Regions from separate parts of the Zea mays genome. Here region 2 is linked to region 1. Evidence: chromatin contacts called from public Hi-C data. All regions are on one chromosome and are shown on one strand. Each heading gives the region's core, a stretch centred on a gene start, on an enhancer-like site or on the middle of the called end of the contact. The rest is flanking DNA. Distances are from core to core; before and after follow the strand shown. Region 1 holds the start of LOC100193694. Region 2 holds the start of LOC103654795 (probable serine/threonine-protein kinase SIS8).

Region 1 (5,911 bases), core at 2,181-4,680:
AAGGTCGGGTCTATTCCAACCATTTCCCTCTCTCAATCGGTCACACAGACCGGTCGAGTGCTTCTTCTTAATCACTTGGGTCACTAAGACCCCGCAAGGATCACCACACACTTAGGTGTATCTTGCTTGCTTTACAATTCACTTAGAAGGTTGAGAAAGAGATGAAGAAAGCACGATTGCGAAAACCAAGCAACAAGAGCGACAAATAACACACGGATCACACTCAAGTCACCTAGCACTAGTGATCACTTGTCTTAATTGTGGGACTTGGAGAGATTGGAAGCCTTGAATGTGTCTTGGAATGGATTGCTAGCCCTTGTATTGAATGTGAATGAATAGAGTGCTTAATTGTTGTGAATGGAGGTGGTTGGGGTTGTATTTATAGCCTCCAACCACTTTCTAGCCGTTGCTCCAATTCTGCCAACCACGGATGGTCCGCGCTCCTGGTCCGGACGATCCGCCCCTGCACATCAATGGCTGAAATCGCAACGGTCAGCAGTAACAGCTATAGCGCATTTAATGTGTCGTCAGCTGTCAGATAAAGTAGTCGCGGACGGTCCGATCGTGCACCCCGGACGATCCGCGAGGATGCTAAAAATGCATTTTACCGAACCCGTCACCTTCAGGTTTTCTGGTTTTTCAACGACCGGACGGTCCGCGCCTGAGGCCGGACGGCCCGCGGTTGGTATCGGACGGTGCTCGCTTCTCCATCGGATGGTCCGTAGTGTTAACTTGTGTTTTTGCAGTGTTCATGTCCGAGGCTCACCCTGGTATCGCAGACGGTCCGCCGCAAGGGCCCGGACGGTCCGAGCATAGGTGTTTTTCCAAAAAACTTCTCCTATCCGGAATAATCTACGATATTCCTGACAGTCGACTCAGAATAGTTGTAGATGAACTTATGCACCTGATAAATGATCAACTAGGCAAACTAGTTAGTCAATAAGGTTTGTGATGGTTGTCAAACACCAAAAACGATTATAGGAAATGTTTAAGTCCATTTCCCTTTCAATTACACTGTCAGCGGGGAAGCTTCGTCATAAAGGAAATCTTGAACGTTGAATTCTTCATGACGAAGGTTGTCATGATTGCAACCATCATGATCTTGGTACCTGTAGTTGTAAATGTTTTTGTGCGCTTCGACGTTGCACATCTCTTCAGTTGCTTCGTCAATCTTCCTCTGAAGCTGAGAAAGACGAAGCATTTTCTCCTTGCGCTTCTCGACTTGCTGATGGATGAGTTTGAGGTTGCTGATCTCCTCATCAATCTCTTCTTCTTGGGGTGCTGAGCTAGTGGCCTTCTTCTTTTGATTCCTTGCTTCTCCAATGAGAGCTTCCTTCACTTAATTAGGATTAAGGGGTGCAAGGATAGAGCGAGTTCCCGTTGTTTTCTTCAGCGGCATGGTGTATGTTGATGTGGTCGTGGAATCACCGGAAGTACGCGTCAATGTTGGGTGCTTGATTTAAATCCCATGAAAGCGTTGAAAATCAATACAACACGAGTTAAATAAGAGAACCTTCATCCTTGACTTAACACTTCTTCGATGTATTAATGTGAATAACGAAGGTCTTCAAAAGAAAATGTAAATGAAATGATGTAGAATGAAATAACATTGCACAATGGGTATGAAACTCATGTCTTTTGCCTTAGCGTTTTATGCAATCTCCCTTTTTATTAGATGAGTTTACATGCATACCTTCGGCTCCTTAACACAAAGTGGCATGAAGGTTCTATGAAGGCTAAGCAATACGAAGCTGTGACCCTCGAAAATGTATTTTATGCATGATATCGTTCATCTATTTATATGAAAGATTAACCGAGTTTGTACAAAATTTTAATTGCGTCCATTAAAGCTTTACACTTATTGTTTACAAATGTCGTAGTGATATTTCCGTCTTTTCCCTTTCTTTACACTTATGACACCCTTTTCATCGTTCTTCATCCGAGACCTCTTTCCCGCAGCGGCTGGCTACCTCGACACACATCTTCGTTGCTTGTGCGTATAGATGAAGCTTGTCTTCACGTTGCTTTAGCTGATGACCAGCTTCGTCTAGCCTGAATTACACACCTGAAACAGTCGAAAGCATTCATTATACACATGGAACACATTTGATTACGTAATACAGGTATTTTGAGGACCTTCGACAATGTATGCCTCAACAATAAGTTTAGAGAGTTTTTAAAGAACTAGAAAAGATGTTATATTATCTTCAACAACTTACTCAAGATATATTTTATTTTATTTTATTTTATTTTATTTTATTTAAGTTTATAAACATTATATTCTATCTTATATTTTCTATCCTATCATATCTATACTATACTTAAAGCACCAGTTTCAACGGTCGTCCTGCGTCATCTTTTTACAAATAACCCCTCACAACTATTTTAAATTAATCCACTGCACGTCTATAGATGGCCAAACGACGCCCAGCACGGGCCGCACGCGGGCGACAACTATGGCCCAGGCACGTCATGCCGGCCTACTGACTGTGTCGGGCCAGCCCGTTAGCCCGTCGGCCCATTTAATTAAATCAGCGTAAAATGTTAAAAACGGTGTAGGAGGTGGGGTTCAAACCCATGCCCTGATGGAAGAAGGATATGAGATACTGGTTGAATCTGTCTAACCAGTAGAACATCATGCTAAGATGTTTTTACTATTGAATATAAATTGTATATATGTATATACGTTTTTTGTAAAATAAAAAAATAATCGTGTCGGGCCAGGCTAGCACTACACGCCGAGGCTACAGCCCAAGCACGACATGACGTTCTTGGCTCTTACAAACATTAGGTCGTTTCTGAGACCACATTGGCGCAATGGACTACATGTTGTTTGAGGTTGCTGAATTAGATGGAGCAACAATGATTTGTCACACTAACGACAAAATGAAAGAGTATTTGTTGGTTTTAAGCGTTAGTAATTGCTACGAATTAGCATAATTTATATGTAGCACATCAAATTTTTATTGATGTCTGACTTTAGCAATCACTCCATATTTTGATCTATCTTTTTTATAAGTTTGACTTCATGTGATTTATTTTAGAAACTTGAGCTCACAAACTTTCTCTTATTCGGTCTTTGTATGGTGGAATTATGTTATTTTATAATATTTATTCGTCCAGTCAGTCGTTGTGAACTCTCTTCTAATCGCTCACTTCATTAGCCTTGTTGTACCAAAACATATTGTATGGAGTAAACAATAACATCAGTTAGCCAAATAAAAAAATATCATATAAAGAGTGGAGACAATCAATAAAAATCTTGAAATTTTTTTTGATGAATAATTTACGTGAATGTTGTTGTAAGTCGTCGAAACGCACGAGCAACTGACTGGTTTAACTTTATAAACAAGGTAACATTGTATGTATGAAATAGTGTTTTGGTATCGATACGGTAAACACGGCGCCCCCGCTCGCACGCTCCTTCCCACTCAGCAGCAGCACGCGCTCTGCTCCCCACGCCAGCACGCCCGAGCCCCGAATCGAGTCCCCTACCCCATCGATCCCCGCCGCCCGCCTTTCCCCGCCGCCCGCCTTTCCCCTACCCAGCTCTCGGGGACCTTCTCTCCCAGCCCGAGATCCCTCCCCACCGAGATCCCGCGCCGCCATGGTGTCGTGACGGCGGCGGAGGCGGCGTCATGGAGCGGGAGCCCAAGTCCCCCGACGACCGCCCTGAGCCCGCTGCGGCGGCGGCGCAGCCGCAGCCGCAGCCGCTGGAGTGGCGGTTTGCGCAGGTCTTCGGCGAGCGCGCCGCGGGAGAAGATGTGCAAGATGGTAATAAATTCAACCGGCCGCTGGCCTCTTCGGATCGGCCCAGTACCGTCGTTCCCTCGCGAGATTTGGTCGGTCCGGTGTGTTCCGGAGAGGTTTAGCGGAACCATCCCTTTCGTCGCCACGGGTGTCCGGGGATCGCCGGGGGTTCCTTGGGCCGCTAAACCCAATGGGTCGTGGCTGGCTTTTACGGTGGTTTGGGTGTTGAAGCGTTTGACTTGTTCGAGTCGGAGGAAGTGCTATGCGCAGTGTCTTAATAGGGATTCAGGACTGTTTATTACTCCTTACACCTCGACATGTTGAGGTTTCTCTACTGTGTCTGGTTCGAGCAACTACTTCATGTGGTGGTCTTTGTCGTGTAATTTAGCTCCAACAGATCGGTACTCTGGTAGTTGTGCTTCAGTATTTGGCAAATGTCTATATGTGTTGGGATATGCATTAAAGTTAGAAAGCAGAATGGATTTATTGAAAATATTGCCGTTGTTATATAGGTGTGGCAGTGGAGGGTCCAAAAGCTAAACTTTTTTTCATAATTTGTTGAGGGCTTCTGGTAGTTGATTTTCATTTCCTCGAGGTTTTCATTAGCTCATGGGATTATCTAGCAGATAATATATGCGCTTCTGGCATCTGTCTACCGTAGTTTTAATCTTTAGAAACTTTTTTTTGTAGCTGGGGCTGTCATTGCTTTTATGCTGATGCCTTGGAGGGTCTTAAACTTAAACCTTTTTTCATAATTTGTTGAGGACTTGGGGTTGTTGATTTTTGTTTCCTCGAGATTTTTGCCTGCTCTTGGGATTATCTTGGCAAATGATTTATGAGCTTTTGGCTTCTGTCTACAGTATTTCAATCTTTTGAAAACTTCTGTTTGTAGCTTGAGGCTGTCATTGCTTCTGATCTGTATGCCTTCTGTAGTGTCCTTTTAAGCTTAAGCTGTCTCTTAACATTCTGAGCATTTCATATTTGGTAGGGTTCAGAAGTGTGCCAAGTGTACAAACAATCTGTCAGTTTACCTGACTTCCTCCGGATCATTTACTAAATATAGGCATGCACGTATTGCAATATATTGACTTTTCATGTGGATTTTCAGTTCATCTATGATTTTGTATTGAAAAGGTGTTTTTTATTAGTACTCATTTAGAAATAGTGAGGTATAGCTGTATAGTTCTCTTAGATCTTTGAATAGTGCTTGTCGCGGAATAGTGAGGTATATTTGTTTATACGACCCTTAGGTCTTTGCACTTTATCATGTAAACATTGTTATGATTATGAAAAGGTTGATCAAGGTGTTTGATATCCCCTTTCCTACATACATTAGTTTGAGGGTAGATACATGTCATGTAATTTCTGTTCCAGCCTTGCTGTCTGCTTACATTGCTTGATCATGCTCTTGTTTCAAAAATGTAACTGTTATTTCCATGTGCAGCCTCCCATTAGGAGCATAGGGCACACTTAAGTGTTTTCCCAGGCCAAGCCTGCCGGGCAAGGAAGTGCGGGGGTGCATGGTTTCCTTTTCTGGCATCGATCTTAAACTTGCTTCTTCTTTCCTCTTCTTTCCCGTTCTGATCAACTCATCGCTGTGCTGCGTTACTGCCTGCCGGCTTCTATTTAGTGTCTTGTTCATTTCACTTGATATTTGTTGTGTCGGCTTGATTTGTTCGCCAGCTAAATCAGTTTGTATCTTGATCAGTATGCTACATGTTTCAGTGGACATAATATCTGCAATTGAGTTTGACAAATCTGGGAATCATCTTGCTACTGGAGATAGAGGTGGACGTGTGGTTTTGTTCGAAAGAACAGACATTGCTGATGTAAGTGCTACACTATATAAGTTCTATAATCTTTCTTGCTTAAATCTCGTGTGCCCATAGTGCTAATGTATGTGCAGAATGCTTGTCGAGGAGAACTTGAGAGGCAAGAATATCTTGTTTCTAGGCATCCTGAGTTCCGTTACAAGACCGAATTTCAGAGTCATGAACCTGAGGTACGTGGGTCTTAAATTGGCGATAGACCGATAGTAACAATTTGTTCATGAGTGTCAATTGACTTCTTGTGACTGAGGCACTGAGCCATATCTAGCTTGGATTATTTTCGCAGGAGTTGTGATGGAAAGGAAACTTCAAATATTGCTGCATTCTTTATT
Region 2 (6,147 bases), core at 2,974-5,473, 470 kb after region 1:
CGGCGGATCCGCAATGCGGTGTAGAGTTCCCTCTTCATCTGCTACGGATGAGATTGTTCCGAAGCAGAATACGGATCCGGGACGGAGGGTGATCTTGCTGTGGAAGGTGACGGCCATTGAGCTAGCTTGGATCGTCGACACACTCCCTACCTGGCGCGCCAGCTGTCGGTGTTTTGGGTCCGACCGCACACCCGGGGTTGCCCCTCAAGGTGTTTTTAGGAGTAGGACGGTGTCGACGACTGTAGCAAAATGGTTCGTGCCGGTTGCACGAGGGACAGTGGACGATGTTTACAGGTTCGGGCCACTTTGAGATGCGTAACACCCTACGTCCTGGTGAGTATGCTGGGTGAATGAGGTTACAAGAGAGTTCTCCGAATTGAGAATGCAGAGAGTTGAAGTGGGTGACTAAGTAATAGGGTCGATCGTTCTGAAGGGGTGCCCCCTAGGCCTTATATACTCGACCGTGGGGCAATACACGTGGATATGATAACAACGTGTAGCTAGAAGATATTGAACTGTTTGAGTTTATCTCCTTGTAGTTCTGCCGACCTATCCTCGCATGGTTCCGTTGCATGGGGGCTCCAGCGTGGGAAAGTCGGATCTCTGTTGTGGTCGCTCGCTCGACGTTGCGGGCCGTCCGGGTTTGCACCAATCCGGCCCCATGTCGATCTGCTTTGCTGGTTGTCCCTCCCCAGGCCCACGAAAGAATGACCTTACGATTTATTGGGCCCTTGGGCCTTTCGTGAGGTCTTTTACTCTTTTAGTGGACCCGAGGGATATCTATCCCCCACAGGGGGTGGTTGAATTCATTCAAAAACTTTAATCTCTGATTCATAAACCCCCTCTTCTATTCATAGGTTTGCACTCTCCATTTTGATTAAGTTGCTTTCCAACATACGTTTGATATGGATCCTAGGTGGCCCATGAGCTTCTTCGTTACTGTGTCGCTAATCACTCAAGGATCTATGGTCCATGAGCAGTTGAAAAGGTCACCCTCTTCGACAACATATGCAAGTGCTTGTCTGTGGCCCGTGCCAAGAAGATCAGATGACACTATGCTGCTCCAAATGGAAAAGCAAAGCTTCCACAATAGGCCTACCGAAACTAAATTTAAGCTAGAACACATGTGACATGTTTTTCATCATCAACCAAAATAGTGTGCGTGACATGGTGACTCCGACTCATCGATGTGAGCAAATGATCTCATAACGTGGAGAGCAATTATAGCTCCACATTGTTTGATAATGTCGAACCACCACGCCCTAATACCATGATACAACAAGAGCACAACGCAAGTGTAAAAGCCTACCAACTAGTCCCTTGGCTATAAGGAGACCATAGTGAAGCACCTCTGGAAGACTAACGAGAAGATAAAATATGTACGAGCAGTTTACAAAGCTAATGGATCAGAGCATTCAACTACATGAGTAAAGGTATGAAAAAAGATCCACATGTTGACCTAAAAAATGACCAAACAATTAAAAATAGAAGACGAAGAAAAATGAGAAAGAAGTTGGAGAGGATGATGATGGCATTGAGGAGTAATTTCATTTTTATGAATTATGTAATATTTAATTCTTTAATTATTTCGTATTTTATTTATTTTGTTTTTTTTCCTGTTTTTATGAGTTTTATTTTTTATAAGTTCTATATGTTTTGTCTGAATTATGGATTTTTTTCTTTAGTTATGTGCTCTATATTTTTGTTCACGTTGTGTTCCGCTTTAAACACGAATATATAAAAGAGAAATTGATGTGACACTGAGATAACTCTAGATTGATGATAAAAGCTGTGCTGTAGATATCAGCTATGCTAGAAGCCTAGAACTAGATTAGAACCAACCTGCCATAGTGCCATGTCAGCGTGCTAATCCATCCCATCTATCTATACGTCAGCGTGCTCATCTATCCATTCCATCCGCTCCCTCCGTTGGCCGCCACGCCCGTCAAACCATTTCAGTTTTACCTAGCGGCAGGTCTGCAGGTGGCAGCACACGGTGTTATTGATAACAGTAATCTCTTCTCTACTAACTATTAAGGGGGCAGTGTAGACTGCCCCCGCTCCCGCAACTCCCGCTCCCGCAACGCCCCGCCAGCGAAACCCTCGCACGCCCGCGCAACTACCTCCCGCGCGCGCCGCAGTAGGTTTGGAGGATAAGATTCGGGAGAGATGGCTTCCGGTGGGCAGCCGCAGTTCCGGTACACGCAGCCGTCGTCGAAGGTGCTCCATCTGCGGAATCTGCCGTGGGACTGCACTCTAGAGGAGCTGGTCGAGCTGGGGACCCCCTTCGGCAAGGTCGTCAACACCATCGAATTCGTCGAAGCCTTGCGACGGCCTCGCCACCGGCAACGGCAGGGACGACGAAAATGCCGCGCTCCCTTGCGACGGCGACGACCCCGGCAACGGCCTCGCCACCGGCCACCAGCATCGGGCTGCACATCGCCGGGTCCACGAAGTCCTTCTGGATGGAGCCATCAATTCCAGCAAACACAAAACCGTCAGGAGCCAGCCCAGAATCAACTCAAAATCAAGAAACCGAAACAGCTCCCACGCGAGACGTGGAGAAAGAGGGAGAAGAAACCAGACCTGCATGTCAATAACGAGCATGACCGTCTCGCTCCACTTGGCGGGGGCCCTTGGGACGGTGGCGCCGCTGCCGCCGGAGAACCAGCGGCGCTTCAGGTAGTGGAAGAGGAACTTGTCGAAAGAGAGGAGCAGTACCAGCAGGCACGACAGCAGCGCCAGATGTGATGGCATAAATCGCCAGCGAAAAAATGGGCAAAACAAAAACAGAAAACGATAAGGATTCGATGCAACGCGAATGTGCAGTAAGAAATTTATTTTATATCATCACAAGGCGATTAGAAGAGCGTGTGCTGTTTGATCCTCACAAAACTGGATATGGGATTCTGAGGTTGGGTGGCACCATGTCACTATGGTATGTGGTGTATACGAACCACAATCAGGCATTCATCGAATTCGCGAGTACTACCAGCTTTCCCTCCTGCTTATGTTAGCAAGCCTGACTCGTATTGGCCAGCCACTTGTCTGTCTGGTGGACACGGAGATGTCAGAACCAGAGTATCAGACTATGTAGATCGGACTTCCGGATCATTAGTACTGAATTGTGGCAAAGTGGTTGTAATATACAGTACATTAGTTATCCAGTTAGTTTTGGGGGAGAAGCTATGTTCTCTGGCTCATGTTGTTGTTACTTAAATCAGCCAGTTGGATGTGCCAGTTGCATAGGATGTTTGTCATTGGAATTTGGAACTGACCAATTCGATTTGACTGCGATTAGTAATGGTTGTACCCCCCTCTCTCTGTTTCTTGTTGCCTAGGTTCTATGATATGTGGTGAAAAATAACAATCTTAACCCCATTATGAAGTCTTGGCACAAGAAAAAACCCCATGATTATATTATCATGGACTTCATTTTTGGTAAATAGAAGTGAGACCACTGAAATATCTATGGAAATTTGTCTTGGAGGGGGGGATGATTTATCGTCTGGTGAAACAGTTGTGATATGTGACTGCATGTTCTTTTTAATTCCTTTTATTGTTTTGCAGGGCGACCAAAATCAAGCTATTGCCATGATATCATATTACGCCTCGTCAACAGAGCCAGCACAGGTAAGAGGGAAAAATGTATACCTTCAGTACTCAAATAGACAGGAGATTGTCAACAACAAGGCAACTGGGGAAGGTTCAGGCAACGTTTTGCTTGTGGGAATGGAGGGTGTTGCACCAGATTCTGTCAGCATTGATGTTCTACACGTGGTAAGGATGTTAACAGTTGCATCGAGATTTATGTTATTTAGGCCAACTGATTTTATCTGCAGGAATACTTTGATGTGGCAGGACTGTCTTTTAGTGATGCTAACAAAAGTATAGAATAATAATTAGTATTTTTGCATATCAATGTATCTTATCATATTGATTCCATAGCAAAAGACGAATATACACCTATATCTTTTAAGGTATGTAAACATCTACTTTTAGTGATACTAACAAAAATATAGAATAATAATTAGTGTTTTTGTATATTAATGTATGGGTAGGATCACAAATAAATTATGAAATCTTTTCCTATAATATTATAGCACATTTATACATGAGTTATCATGGTATTTTATCTTCCCGTTGCAATGCACGGGCATCCACCTAGTAATAGAATAAACAATAAACGCAATGAGAGAGCAAGGTATTGGTGCTCCCTGTCGGCTGTCTTCGCCGCTGCGTGTACCTTCCTCTTCCAGCCGCGTCGAACCCGAGCGCGAAGCATCCACGACGACGCCCCCAACAGAATACAAAAATAATAATAAAAAAACCCACAGGTCACGAATGGATAGGTAGATCGCTCGAAGCGATTGAAAAATCTGCCTCCGACAATTCCTAGCGCGATTCAGCAGCTGCCTCGGATCGGATCGGATCGGATTGGACCGGCGCCGGAAGAGGAGAGGAGGCGTGGGGGGGTTCGGGGCCTGCCTCGCTGCCGCCCATGTCCCGCATGAAACACCTGCTACGCAAGCTCCACCTCGCCGGGGGCCCCGCCGGGGCCGGGGCCGGGGGCGCGGCGCCCGACCACCACCGCTCGAGGCACCGCCGCTCGGGGCATCCGACGCCGCCGCCGCCGGGGGCGGCGGTAGCGGCCCCCGAGCCGCCGCAACCGGCGGTTACTCCTGCCGCGGCTGTGTCGATCGCCCCCGCGGTGGAGGAGCCTAGAGGCCTCGAGGCGGAGGCGGCCACGACGCGGCTGGAAGAGGACTACCAGGTGCGCCTCGCGCTCGCCATCTCCGCGTCCGACCACGCGGGGCTCGTCGACGCGGACTCCGTCCAGATCCGCGCGGCAGAGCTCATCAGCCTCGGGGCCGGCGCGGGGTCCGGACACGACCGGAGCCCCGCGGAGGCCCTCTCCGCGAGGTACTGGAACCACAGCGTAGTCAACTACGACGAGCAGCTCCCCGATGGCTTCTACGACGTCTGTGGCGCGCAGCTGCATCCCGGATTCCAGGCCAAATTCCCCTCGCTCGAATACCTCAGGGCTGTCCCGCTTGGGCGTGATGCCCCGTTCCTGGCCATTTTGGTGGATCGGGAGCACGACCCTGCCCTAAAACGACTGGAAGATAGGGCTGCACAGATTGCTGCGCAGACTAGGGCAGGACATGGTGGTGCTGCTTCAGCTGAGCTTGCGCAGAAGATTGTGGGTCTCATTGTTAATGCGATGGGCGGTCTGGTTGAGGATGCTGATGGTATGAACAGGGAGTGGAGCATCAAGAGCCACGAGCTCTCTCTCCAGCTAAACAGTGTCGTTCTTCCACTTGGCTCGCTTCGGGTTGGGCTGTCGCGGCACAGATCACTGCTATTTAAGGTTAGTGACTTAACATCCTGCATCATGTCTATGGTTAATCTGATAGTTATCTTATGATATTAGATAGCAAAAGAGTATATGGAAGGATGCTAATAGTTCCCATCTTGTCATATGATTATATCTGGATCGTTAACTTATGACACGTTTGGTGCTTCGTGCACAACTATTGTCATTCCTATACATTTACTCTTTCCAATCATTATATTTGAACGCTAGGAAGATTCAAGGCAAAAGAATAGAACTTCAATTTGGTTTCTCAGACTTATGATCGACCCTTTGTGTATATCTTTTCTAAACATTGTCCCACTCATGGTGTGAACTTACAATTTGAGTGTAATCTTTTCAAATGGGATTGCATATAACTGTCATGCAAACTTTGGGTTTAAGAATTTAAATAGTAGGATAGAAAGTTTTTTCAAACAAAGGTTACATCCCAGGGTTGGTAGCTTTAATCTGTGGCTGCTGACTAGTCTTTGGTCAGTGGTGGTGGACTGAGATGATAAGGTTGCAGGTAGCTGTGTTAGATTATCAGCATTGTTGGCATACAGGAGCGCATACAGGAGAAGATGTTTGAGAATGAGAAAGATGAAGAAGAGTGCTTGTATGTGTTGTTTGTGTCATTCTGTGGCCAATGGCCTGCTGCCATAATTGTCGTGCAGGATTGATGTTACTTGTAGAAGGTTTGAACACAATGTGTTTTGTGTTCCTAGCTTTGTTGCTAGAAACACTTCTAGTTATGAATTTTTATGGTTAATGGTGTAGCACTAACGTGTTGC

The links. A called contact is a pair of places that touch in the nucleus more often than the background predicts.
Region 2: a Hi-C map of endosperm shows a contact between it and region 1, with 2.8 times the contacts expected there. The contact joins the promoter of LOC103654795 here to the promoter of LOC100193694 in region 1. A contact is called at or near these places in 3 of 25 Hi-C or Micro-C datasets (ear, endosperm and tassel).

Annotation. Positions count from the first base shown.
Region 1 is chr4:237,917,823-237,923,733 of Zm-B73-REFERENCE-NAM-5.0, forward strand. It overlaps LOC100193694, which reads left to right and starts at 3,431. Exons shown (of 15, transcript NM_001358863.1): 1 at 3,431-3,774; 2 at 5,476-5,579; 3 at 5,657-5,752. The coding sequence starts at 3,639.
Region 2 is chr4:238,382,515-238,388,661 of Zm-B73-REFERENCE-NAM-5.0, forward strand. It overlaps LOC103654795 (probable serine/threonine-protein kinase SIS8), which reads left to right and starts at 4,224. Exons shown (of 12, transcript XM_008681611.3): 1 at 4,224-5,371. The coding sequence starts at 4,502.